2 separate regions of the Gossypium hirsutum genome follow, and region 1 is linked to region 2. Evidence: chromatin contacts called from public Hi-C data. All regions are on one chromosome and are shown on one strand. The core of a region is the stretch at or near the end of the contact, and the rest is flanking DNA. Distances in the headings are between cores, read along the strand shown.

Region 1 (5,553 bases), core at 2,380-4,879, 160 kb before region 2:
CCACAGTTTAGTTTGGTGAAGATAGGAACCATAATACTCTGTGATGTATTGACAGCGGCATTGTGACAAAACAGAAATTTCCTGGAACAAAAACAAAACATATGAAAAACCTAGTAACCTACTCGTTGAAAACTTAGGATACTAGCTCCCAGGAAAGTAAGGCAATACATTCTGGATGTCCTCAATGTCATCCTCACTGCAGAATACAAAACAAAGGCAACCATAAGAAACAGCTAAAAAACCAAAACCAAAACCAAAACCAAACTAAAAATAAACACCGAGTGAAAGAAGGAAGTTGTTATATGCCCCATCTACTTACTAATAAGTAAAGGCTTCTGTAACTTCCATGCAAGTTGATGAATTATGATGCTCTTAAGGATGATACTGATAAAGGAAGATAAATTTACTTTGCTGAGCATGCACAAACAAGTGATGCAATTAATTTATTTGTCATGCAAAAAGAGATTGCCACCAGAAGACCCAACATGTAGACATAGACTGAAAGGAAGATGGGAGGAGGAAGAAAAAAGAGTGGGTTTAATACTTAATAGCGAGCTGGCAATTCATGTATTCTTGTCGTGCAGCTGTAATTTTACGTGTCACATGCATGTTTAAGATATTATATATTTATATAAAATTGGATACTTTAGTAATTCATGTTGTATGTAGTTTAACACATTTGTGTATTCGTGTTGGATAATGTTTTTTTTTTTGGTGTCATGTCATTTTTTTTTATCATGAATTAGTTATGTTCAAGTGTCATGCTAGTGCTGTGTACTGTCTCGTATTCAGAATCGCTAGGTCTAACATAAAAAAATAAACACTAAACAAGAGACAAGACTTTCTTGCTCAGAGCAAGCACCAGCCTTTTGACTGTTGAAATAGGAACAAACCTAATACAATTTAACAAAGTTACCAACTTAAGAGTCCTCTAAATCAATAACTTTGATAGCAACTTCTTTTTTCAATTCCTTATCAAACCTGCAAATCAAGAAAAGCATCAGTTATCCATCTCATTTTCATTAACCATGGCTCATGATTTAAACAACCACATCTTTTTGCAACAGTCATTTTTTAAGCCAATTCTATTATTAGCACATACCAAATAATGTGCCTATCTCAAGATAATCCTAATGGTCAAAACTTAGCAAAATCAAAGAAGCTAACAACAAACATAACAAAACAAAGTAATTATAATGCTAATAAGGTTATTAGGTGTTGCCAATTTATTGCTTAGTCAATCGACACCCAACAGCCCTTTAAGCTCCTTTTTCCCCATCCGTTAGGAAGATATTTTTCTCCATATATATATACACACTAGTTCAAGTTTTAGGTAAATGGTATATTTTCTACTTAAGACACGATAAGATTTCAATTCAATAAAGCATTATTATCAATAATCTAATCCCACAAACATGAAGCAACTCTAAATTAAACACCGGAAAAAGATTTCTACAATGTGAAACATAAATATTCAATCACAAGTAACACTCACATTAGATTTAAGTTCTTTTCTTATAACAAAATGTAAATAAACAATGCAAATAAACTCAAGCAATGTGATTGGGAAATAAATCAAAATAACAGGCTTACACTTTATAGACGTCACCAAAGGCTCCCCTGCCAATCAACTCCACCTGACTAAATCTAGACCCCGCTGCTGGTTGTAAACCTTCTATATCAGCCATTTCTACGTACAAACTCCTTGGACACCAAAGATCAAAGCCACCCCAAAATCAACCCCTCAAAACATTCACATTCCACCCATTCTTCAATTACAATTCAACGCCTACTTCTAAATAGCCAAAACCATCATCAAAAACCCAATCCCTGAAACAGAAATATAAAACCAAAACCATTAATATTCTCAAATAAAAACTAACACCTACAAATAACAAAATGCAAAAACATATCCTAAAAGATTCCCACATTTCAAGATCTAAAAACCTAAATAAAAGCAGATGTATAAGCTCTCACACTGAAAGCAAAGAACATATAAAGAGACACCAAAAGAAAAAAAAAAGAAAAAAAGAATTCCACTTCTGTTACGCGAAAGAATGGATAAGCTAAAATTGATATGCTAAAAAAAACAAACAAGAATTCTTAAAACCAAATTTAACAGCGACCAATTACAAATTTCAATATCCTTTAATACTGAAACTACAATATCCCAACAAAAACATGTTTCTTTTTTTTTTCAATTTCATAATATTCTTTCTTTTTGTTCGAAAAATGTTTTCCTTTTATTTTACCTTTTGGGTTTTTGCAGATCTTTCTCTTTCGTTGTTTCGATAGCGTGGATTTTTCAGAGCTTTGAAAGAAAATCGAGGAATAAGAAAAGTAAAAGTTTTGTTTGTTAATATGGAGTTTTTCTCGAGGTTTTTTTATTTTATTTTTTTCCGGGAAAATTTTAATTTCGCGAAGACTTAAAACGCGCCGTTTGGAAGGAGTTTTATAAGATAAACGTTAAACGGGCAACCTGTTAAGGGCAAAACAAGGGTCAGCAAGGCCATGATCCAAATGGGCCTTTGTTAACTATATATAAACTATTGAAATTTTCACAAACCAAATCAAAATATTTAATGGAGTATGGTATATCAAATATTGAATATTTTTATAAAAATATGAAAAATTAAATCGAACACATATTTGTATTGAAAATTCAATAATATAATAATACCAAAATCATGGAAATGATATAAATATCTTGAATGTTTTTTTTTTTCTGATTTTATATTTTCAGTTTACAAGAAATTTTGTGCCAAAATTCCAAACAAATGACGTTGAAAGGACAAAATCAACACAAACTCAAACAAGAATATATTCAGGGAAAAAAAGGTTGAATAATCTACATGGATTAATTAATCATGAAAAATCGATCAACACTAGTCAAATTTCCTTGCCCCACATCTTTGTTTCCTGGAAGGTTCCAAGGCATGACATTCCCTACAGGCCAACAAAAATAACCTGAAAAATCTCAGGCAACCCCTTGATCTTCCTCTAGAAACACAATTTTGTTGATGATCACCTTGTTTCTTAGCTTCAGCATGTTTCCTCCTGGAAACCTCACGTTTCAGAACAGGCACTGCTGTTATATACTGCCATCTGTGGGGATCCCCATACAACTGACCACTTACAAGCTTGCTTGCTTTGTTTTCACATCCTCGGATTCTGCTATGGTACAATAATCTCCTCTCCGAACTGTCACTCGAGCTTGTTCTTGCACTGCTGCAAGTACTGCTTCTGCTGTTGCTACTGTTGCTTCTCGAAGACATCAATGAATGCTTGCTGTTGATGCTGCTTGTTCGGCTTGTAGGTCGAGAACCATTATCGGCTGAACCCATTGTTGTTGTTGTTGTTGGAGAAAGCTGTAAAGGAAAGGCGTGTGGCAAGAGTCGGCCATTGAAGAAAAGATGATCGGCTGGTGAGGTTTTATATGGATCTAAAGAGGGTGAATCCGGGCGGGTATAGCACCCAAATTCGAAATCGGAATCTTGATCACCAGAGCTTGACCTTTTCCTCCGATTTTCCATGGGAGATTTTGATTACACTGTATCTTTTGTGTGGGAGTTTGGAATGTTGATATAAGTAAGCTTGTGTACTAGTATTTATATTAAGGAAGGAAGTTGAGATAATTATAATCAGTATTATATAGATTTTTACATGTTTATATGATTATTTCGTGTTTAAAATGATCGGATGTGCGAGAACCATGTGTTTGAGGTTATAGGGGACAGCTTGGAAAGATATGGTCCCCTTGTTGGGTGATTGGGATGAGTTTTTGGTGGTGTAAATCATCAAGTTATTTTGCCAACTCAAGCTTAACCATGCACATGGAGACCTTGGTGTTGTAATAATCTTGGGTAGTGTGTGGGATATTCCCAAATTTCATGACTTAAATCATTCCAAAGTAGGTAGGTTTATTCATCTCTCACCATCAATAATTTGAATTCCCTATTTTAATTATAAATTGTACTTGGTTAATTTTAATGTGCCATTTAGTTATTAGTGAAATGGCACGAGAAAAGTGTTTATTTATTACATACATATTACATTAATTAGGCATAAAATAAATAATAATTAGTATAAATTTAAACTTAAAATTAAAAATACGAGTAAAACATTTTTATAAAAAATTAAGACATCTTCAAATTAAGTGAATTTCTTTTCTTTATGAAATATAAGTCATAGAAATAACTAAATACCATCTATTGAAATAATATATATATATAATATTCCGAGGAAACATAACATTCTAGCCCCAAAACCTTATAATATTTAGTTTGATAAAATTTAACGTCATTGCTCTTTAAATTTTATATGTATCCAATAAGTTGTCACAATCTCCCAAAAATACTCTTTCATGTAAAGCAAAAAGAGAGAGCTTTTTGGAGCATAGATAGGAGAGACATTTGACTACTTAAATGCTAATATAAGTACCAAGTACCAACCTATTGTTTTGTTTAGGCTCCTCTCTAAGACCATGGGTATGATAGTAGATCAACAAAGCAAACCTTGGTATAAGGAAGGTAGTGGTTTAGTCTTTAGGGGTCGAATTTCAAATTTATTTTGGAAGCAAAGGGTCATCAAACACTTTGGAGTTTGGACAAAGGAGCTAGTTTGGATGAAGTTTTGGGCCCATTTGAGTTCATAATGTCTTTGGGACCACAGGCAGTGAGCCCCCACCCCACAAGCAAGTCATTAATTTCTCAAATCTTTTTCAATATTTTATCCTTCTGTTGAATCTCTTAAAATGGTAGGTCCATTATTTTACAAGAGTGTGGGCTCAGCTACTGAGTTATTTATGTAATGGGCTATTTCTCAGGTAGAAAGCCCAAGTTTAAACCATATAAAAGACATAATAGCAGCATCAAGAGCCAAAACTCCGTCAATTTCGATTAAAGGAGTTGGTTTAAATACGTTCAGTGGATTTAGATAATATTAAATCGGAAATTGATTAAGATATTGATTTGAAAAAAAATAAATCAATTGGATTAGAAACAGGTAATACGATCAATCCGACAATCGATCGATTTCTACGAGCATAACATAAATGTGGTGTATATATATATAATTACCAATCTAATACACATACTTAACTTGTATAATTTTGACAAAAAAAGAACAAAGATTGATGGCCCAAAAAAGTTTAAAAATACAATTAAGACCATTTTGACAAAATATGCAAACATTAGTGACAAATTTTGTCATTAAGCCTATTATTTATTCCAACACAACTAACCTAATTAAACTTAGGCACAACTAGCCATTCAATGAAAATTACTCCATCAAATCCATATATATACCAAAAGATAAGTAAAATCCAAAATCACTCAACCAATCACCAAGGCTTGCATCATTAACGTATTTACAAATCAAAATGACTTAATAACTTCAAGATACTTCTAATGACTTAGGTACATGCCACTTATAATTTAGCATAGGAAAACATTACAACTAATGGCTTAGATGCTAACAAGATCACGAGCACACCAAAACCGAAGACAGGTCTGTGCATGGAAACAAACAAAACCATACGCTGAGCATTGAATA
Region 2 (6,137 bases), core at 1,607-4,106:
CCATTAGATTATACTAATATTAATGATTAAGGAAACATGAAGAAAAGAAGGAGAAATAATGCTTCCATTCTTCCATCTCAAACCTCCATTGTCTGTGAGCTCATTTGTGAAGGTACGTGACTTTTCCTTTTAAATTGTTGATAGATTATTGGTGTAAGATAGTAGATAATGACAAGCCAAGCAATAGATTTAGAAATTGCTTAATCATGTTTTAAGTTAAACCTTGATGAATGCTTGAAGGTTTTGAGAGAATGGTTATAACATTGGATGATAATTATGTTTTTAGATAGCTCCAACTTCCTAATATATAATTATGAAGTCGAATTTAAATTTAAAATTTAAAATTTTGAGTATTTTATAAAAAATATTAATATTTTTTTTTATTTTTTTTATTTTTATAAAATTTTATAAAAAAACATAAAAAAATCAATTTTATGTTTTTTTTTTATTTAGGTAAACTACACTTATGGTCACTCTAAAATAAGGTTTATTCTATTTTGTTCACTCTATTTTTTTCTCAATTTAGTCACTCTAAATAAAATAATTGTACAAATTAGTCACTGCCGTAAAAATTTCTATTTTCTTTTAACAGATTGCTGGCGTGGTATATTAGCCCATTGAGTGACTAACATGTTGCATTTTTTTTTACTTTTGACTAAAGTTTAGTATCTTTCTATGAAGTTTAGAAGGGAAAAGTTTTAGACTAATTATAGAGAGGTCCACAAACTTTAGTCAAAAGTCAATGAAAAATATCACATACCAACCATTCAATTTACTTATGTGCCACATCAGCAATTTGTTAAAAGAATATGAAAATTTTAACGGTAATGACTAATTCATATAATTATCTTATTTAGAATGACTAAATTAATAAAAAAAATACAAGTGACCAAAATAAGACAAACATTATTTTAGAGTGACCATAGGGGCTTTTTTTTAATTGGCCCAAAATTTTGTATTAATTATAAAAATGACCCACTTGTAAAATCATTGGTCAATTTAAAAAATAATAATTTCCTTGAGTGTTACCGTTGCCATTGGTGGCACCAGTAAAAATACACGTCATGCTAAATACTCGTATTATGAGGGAAAAAGAAAAAAAATATATTTTAACAAGTGTCACCGTTTACATTAGCGGCATTGGTGTTTTTATTAAAAATAGTATTTTTAATAGGTGTCATCATTCTCTTTTGCTGCACAAATGTGTTTTTTTAATTGATTTTTTTAATAGGTATTGCTAGCCTCTATAGCGGCATCAGGGAAATTTTAAAAAAAAAATTGCTATCCGTTCTCTAAAATGAAGACCTGGATCTGGTGCAGCAAAAAAAATTGGTGCAGCAAAGAAGAGAAAATGATATATACCTGGCTAAAAAGAGAAGCTCCAATAATGAGAAAGATGAGAAAGAAAATTGGAAAACTTTTGTTTATTATTTCAACTTTTCTTCAATCTCCCCCATAATTTTTTATTTTTCTCAAAAGTTTTTCAATTTTCTTTCTCATTTTTCTCACTATTGGAGCTTCTGTTTTTATCTAGATATATATACCATTTTTTTCCTTCTTTGTCCTCATTAAGGTTTCAATTTTTTTTTGTTGCTCTAGATCTAAGTCTTCATTTTAGAAAATGAATTACAACTTTTTTATGATTTCTCTGATGCCATCATAGAGGCTAACGACACCCATTAAAAAATTATTTTTTAAAAAAAGCACCGATATCGCTAAAGAGAACAATGACACCAAAAAAATATCTAACATGCTTTCTATTAATATTTTCCTTTTCTTTTTCCCTCAGAATATGAGTATTTTAGCATGACATGTACAGTTATTTTTACTAATACTGCCAATGGCAGCGGCAACACCCAAGGAAATTATTATTTTTAAATTGGCCAATGATTGAGTACTTATTAGAGGTCGTGCCGTCAATGGCAACGATGACATCAAAATTTATTGTAGCAAATAGGACTACAACAAAACAGGCTTTTAACAGCGTTGTCTATAGCAGTACTTTTTGCGGCGCTTTCACTAATACTTTTAATGGCGCTTAAAAGCACCGCTAAAGACTTTAAAAAAGGCCGCTAAAACTCTATTTTCCTGTAGTGATTTTTATACATAATTTTGCAAATGATTCATTTTCGTAATTAATAAAAAAATTTGGACCAATTCCAAAAGAAAAGGCCGACCATGGTATAGTTTACTTTTTTATTTTTTATAAATTTTACATACTTTTAGTAATGTTTAAATTTTAATGTATTTATTGATGTTTCAAATTTAATCAACTAATGATATAGCATGTGTACCACGTTTAAAATCTGGGGCACAATCATATCTTGAAGGATAAATCTGTAAAATTCCCGTCCTTTTAGGGGCACATCGATCAAAGCCTGACAGCGTTTAAGAGAAGTGAGGCTCCACCCTCCAGCCTGTCTATTTTACTTGCCAATTGAGTGTTCCTGCCCCGATCCATCCATATCTGCATTAGTCCCCATAAAATCTCTATATTTCAACTTTCATAACAAAGATCAAATTTCATAGTTCCTCATTTAACTCTACAAGTTTTTATTTTTGGTACGGAAAAAACTTATATTTTAGTCATTGTCATTAAAAATTGTTTTTATTTTGATTATTTCTAGTTATTTCACACTTGTTCTATGGTTTGCATTCGAAGGCATGAAAAGAGATATTTTTATATCAACAGCAGAAACCTAAGTTCATGAAATTACAGACTTTGTAGGGGTTAAATAAGTTTAATAGCAATAGCAATGATTTAACACTAATCTATAAGTTAATTAAGGATGATTTAATCTCCCCTCTTCCTTTCCTTCTATTTAAATAACAAATTGCAACCATATATTTGTTTTTGCATTGAGTACGACCAATCAAATTCCATCTACCAGACTACCACAATAAAGAATCCCATCCGTCATTCCAATTTCTTTGCCAATTTGGTAAGCAATAATAACGAACAAGAACATCCCAATAATCCTTCAAAAAGAAAAAAGTTCATCCCAAGAATATCTGAGTTATGGAGCCATCAAACTCAAGCTTAGATACTACAGTTCTCTTGAGTGAAGCTTCCCAAGGACAAGACCAAAGTACAGAAACAAGGTGTTTGAGTTTGAGGAATGTTTTAGATGTAGAAGAAGCGAAGACACAAATCTTATTTTCACTGCCCATGATCCTTACCAATGTCTTTTACTATGCCATTGCTTTGGTTTCTGTCATGTTTGCTGGTCACCTTGGAGAGCTTGACCTTGCTGGTGCTACACTTGCCAATTCATGGGCCAATGTCACTGGCTACGCTTTCATGGTAACTCTATATTTACTCTTATCCCATCTTTATAACACCATAGGTCATGACTCCGTCTTATTTGGAGAAAATAAAGCTCTTTAAAAGCTTATTGTATCCTCACATTTATAGACTGGTATACTGGGTTATAGCTTTGTGATTACTGTTGTCTTGACTGTTAGGTGAAGAAATTTGTTGGGAAGGGTTATAGAAGAAAATAAAAGATTGGGTCTCATTGATTATAGCTTCTTCTTTTTTTTTTTTTTGATGAGTATTTATTTATCCAAGAAAACCTTCAACCTACAACATCCTGCTCACCAATACTCAAACCTTTGAAACTGTCTTCTATTTCTTTCTCGCCAGACCAAGTAAATGAAAGAATTCCATGCTAACTTCAAATATAAACAACAAGAGCTTAGCCTTTAGTCTTGTGCAAAGTCAATGAATCTCCTGATTCCATCCCCCAGCTTCTCCTAAGGTCGTAAGACACTAACAAACATACAATTTGCAAAAGGACGATCTCTTGTTTCCTAGTTCCCTTGACATAGCGAACAATAGCCCTCAATGCTCATCCCCCTTCCAGTAAGTCTTTATCTTTTGTGGGAAGGACAACCGTTCAAGTTAGAAAGGAATGCTTTGGTATATGAACTGGAAACCAAATCATCTGACTTTCCTCTCCTTTTCTCTAATTTCATTCCAAATTGCAGAAATAGTTATTTTATTGTTACTGACGCCCAAGTTAGCCAACACAGATGCAGCTTCTTCCGAGTTTTAGAATCTTCCTCCAGCTCTAGCTAGAATTTCTTCTCAGTGAAACTTGCAAAAATATGGATTTTTTAGCATGTAATCCTTCGACCAGGCTATCCATAAAGAGCCTTAGACTTGCCAATATGCTTCTAATCAGTTGAATGATACAAGCTATCCAGACCTGTTTTTGGGTCGGTTCACTCAAAAAAATCGTTAAATTATTCAAAAATTAATAAAATATTAAAAATATATGTTTATTGATATTTTATATATTTTTATAATTTAATTTAAATTTAAATTTAAAATTTGTTACTATTTAAATTGAATTCGGACAAGGTCGAGATGCAAAAATACTTATTCAAGCTTGGCCAAGTCAAGTCGGACCGGGCTTAGACAGGTTTGGCTTTTTTATAAAAGTAACTTAAAAATTCTAATTAATGATTATATAAGTAAATGAATATAGTTGATGGAACTAAAGAGAATAACGCCATCAACTTGTTACATCAACTAATCATTAGCTGGTAAAATAAAAAAAATTAAATTTTTTAATAGAGCGAATTTATTTGGTGCCAACTATATAAATAGCAATGTAATACAACATCAATGTTCAGTTTATGAATTCTATTGACTACTTTCATCCTCTTAAAAGGGTTATTACACCCTCTAATATTCCTTACGGCAATTATCATCAAGGAATAGATGAAGTACTTCCAGTTAGAACTCCAAACACTTCAGATTAGGCTCCCATTTGCGTAGTATCACCTGCTTATTCTGAAAATGCCGTGGACCTTTTCTCTAGCTTCAGCATTTGTAAATTGTAGAAGAAACAAATTATCCCTTGCAATTTTAACACTAACGTCTCCTTTCTTACCCCAAAGAAGATTACCAACCTTCTGCTATCTTTTACCTACTTGATTATAGGTTTCATCTATGATTTAAGGGATCTTTCATAGATTTTTTTTTTTTGCTTATGTGTATATAATTCTGAGATCTCCATGTATCTGATGTAATGTCAAAGCCTTGTAGTTGTGTGCATTGAAAGTTGGCTATCTGAACAGTCCTTTCCTTTCTGTTTGTTTGTTTGTTTTTCAGTTGGGACTAAGTGGAGCACTGGAGACTCTTTGTGGTCAAGGATTTGGTGCAAAAACTTATAACATGCTGGGAATCTACTTACAAGCTTCTTGCATCATTTCTTTCCTTTTCTCAATCATTATATCCATTTTATGGTTCTTTACTGAGCCAATACTAATATTTTTTCATCAACAGCCTGATATTGCAAAAAAAGCTGATGCTTACCTCAAGTATCAAATCCCAGCTGTGTTTGCATTTGGTTTGATACAAAATGTTCTGAGATTTCTTCAAACACAAAGCATTGTCATGCCCTTAGTCTTGTTCTCAGGGCTGCCACTGGTACTTCACTTTGGCATTGCTTATACTTTGGTTTATTGGTCAAGTCTTGGTCTCGAGGGAGCTTCAATGGCAGTTTCTATCTCTTTTTGGATATCTTTTCTCCTTTTGATAACCTATGTTGCTTTCTCAAACAAGTTTGAGCACACTTGGGGAGGGTTTTCTTTTGAATCATTTGGTTATATCATTCCAGACTTGAAATTAGCCTTACCCTCTGCAGCAATGGTGTGGTGAGTTCCTCCAAATCTTGATCATTTTATAGTAACATATATTATGACAGCCATGACAACATTATCTTATTAACCCCTTTCTTCCTTGTATATTTTTTGCCAGTTTGGAGTATTGGGCTTTTGAAATTCTTGTCTTGCTAGCAGGATTGATGCCAAATTCAGAAATAACTACTTCACTGGTAGCAATGTGGTAGGATATTTATTTCTATTTCTTTCCTTCTTTTTTCACTTTATTTTAGTTTTCAAATGGTTGATTCTTTCTGCTGCAATTTACCAGTGTAAACACTGAAGCCATTGCTTTCAATTTTACTTATGGCCTTAGTGCTGCAGCAAGGTCAGTTTGCATAATATTTGCTTCTTTTTTGATTTAATTGATTTCTGAAGCCATTGATATTGAGACATTGAAACCCTGTTTTTAAACCAGCACAAGAGTGTCAAATGAATTGGGAGCTGAAAAACCAGAGAAAGCT

Evidence for each region. A called contact is a pair of places that touch in the nucleus more often than the background predicts.
Region 1: a contact with region 2 is called in a Hi-C map of leaf, with 2.1 times the contacts expected there. The contact joins the promoter of LOC107919734 here to the promoter of LOC107918600 in region 2. A contact is called at or near these places in 4 of 34 Hi-C or Micro-C datasets (all in leaf).

What each region holds. Positions count from the first base shown.
Region 1 is chrD13:52,256,366-52,261,918 of Gossypium_hirsutum_v2.1, reverse strand. LOC107919734 reads right to left here and starts at 3,629. Exons shown (of 1, transcript XM_016849119.2): 1 at 2,818-3,629. The coding sequence starts at 3,533. The coding sequence ends at 2,886. It also overlaps the pseudogene LOC107919258.
Region 2 is chrD13:52,094,257-52,100,393 of Gossypium_hirsutum_v2.1, reverse strand. LOC107918600 (protein DETOXIFICATION 19) reads left to right here and starts at 2,856. Exons shown (of 7, transcript XM_016848196.2): 1 at 2,856-3,304; 2 at 5,123-5,667; 3 at 5,771-5,857; 4 at 5,945-6,001; 5 at 6,092-6,137. The coding sequence starts at 3,020.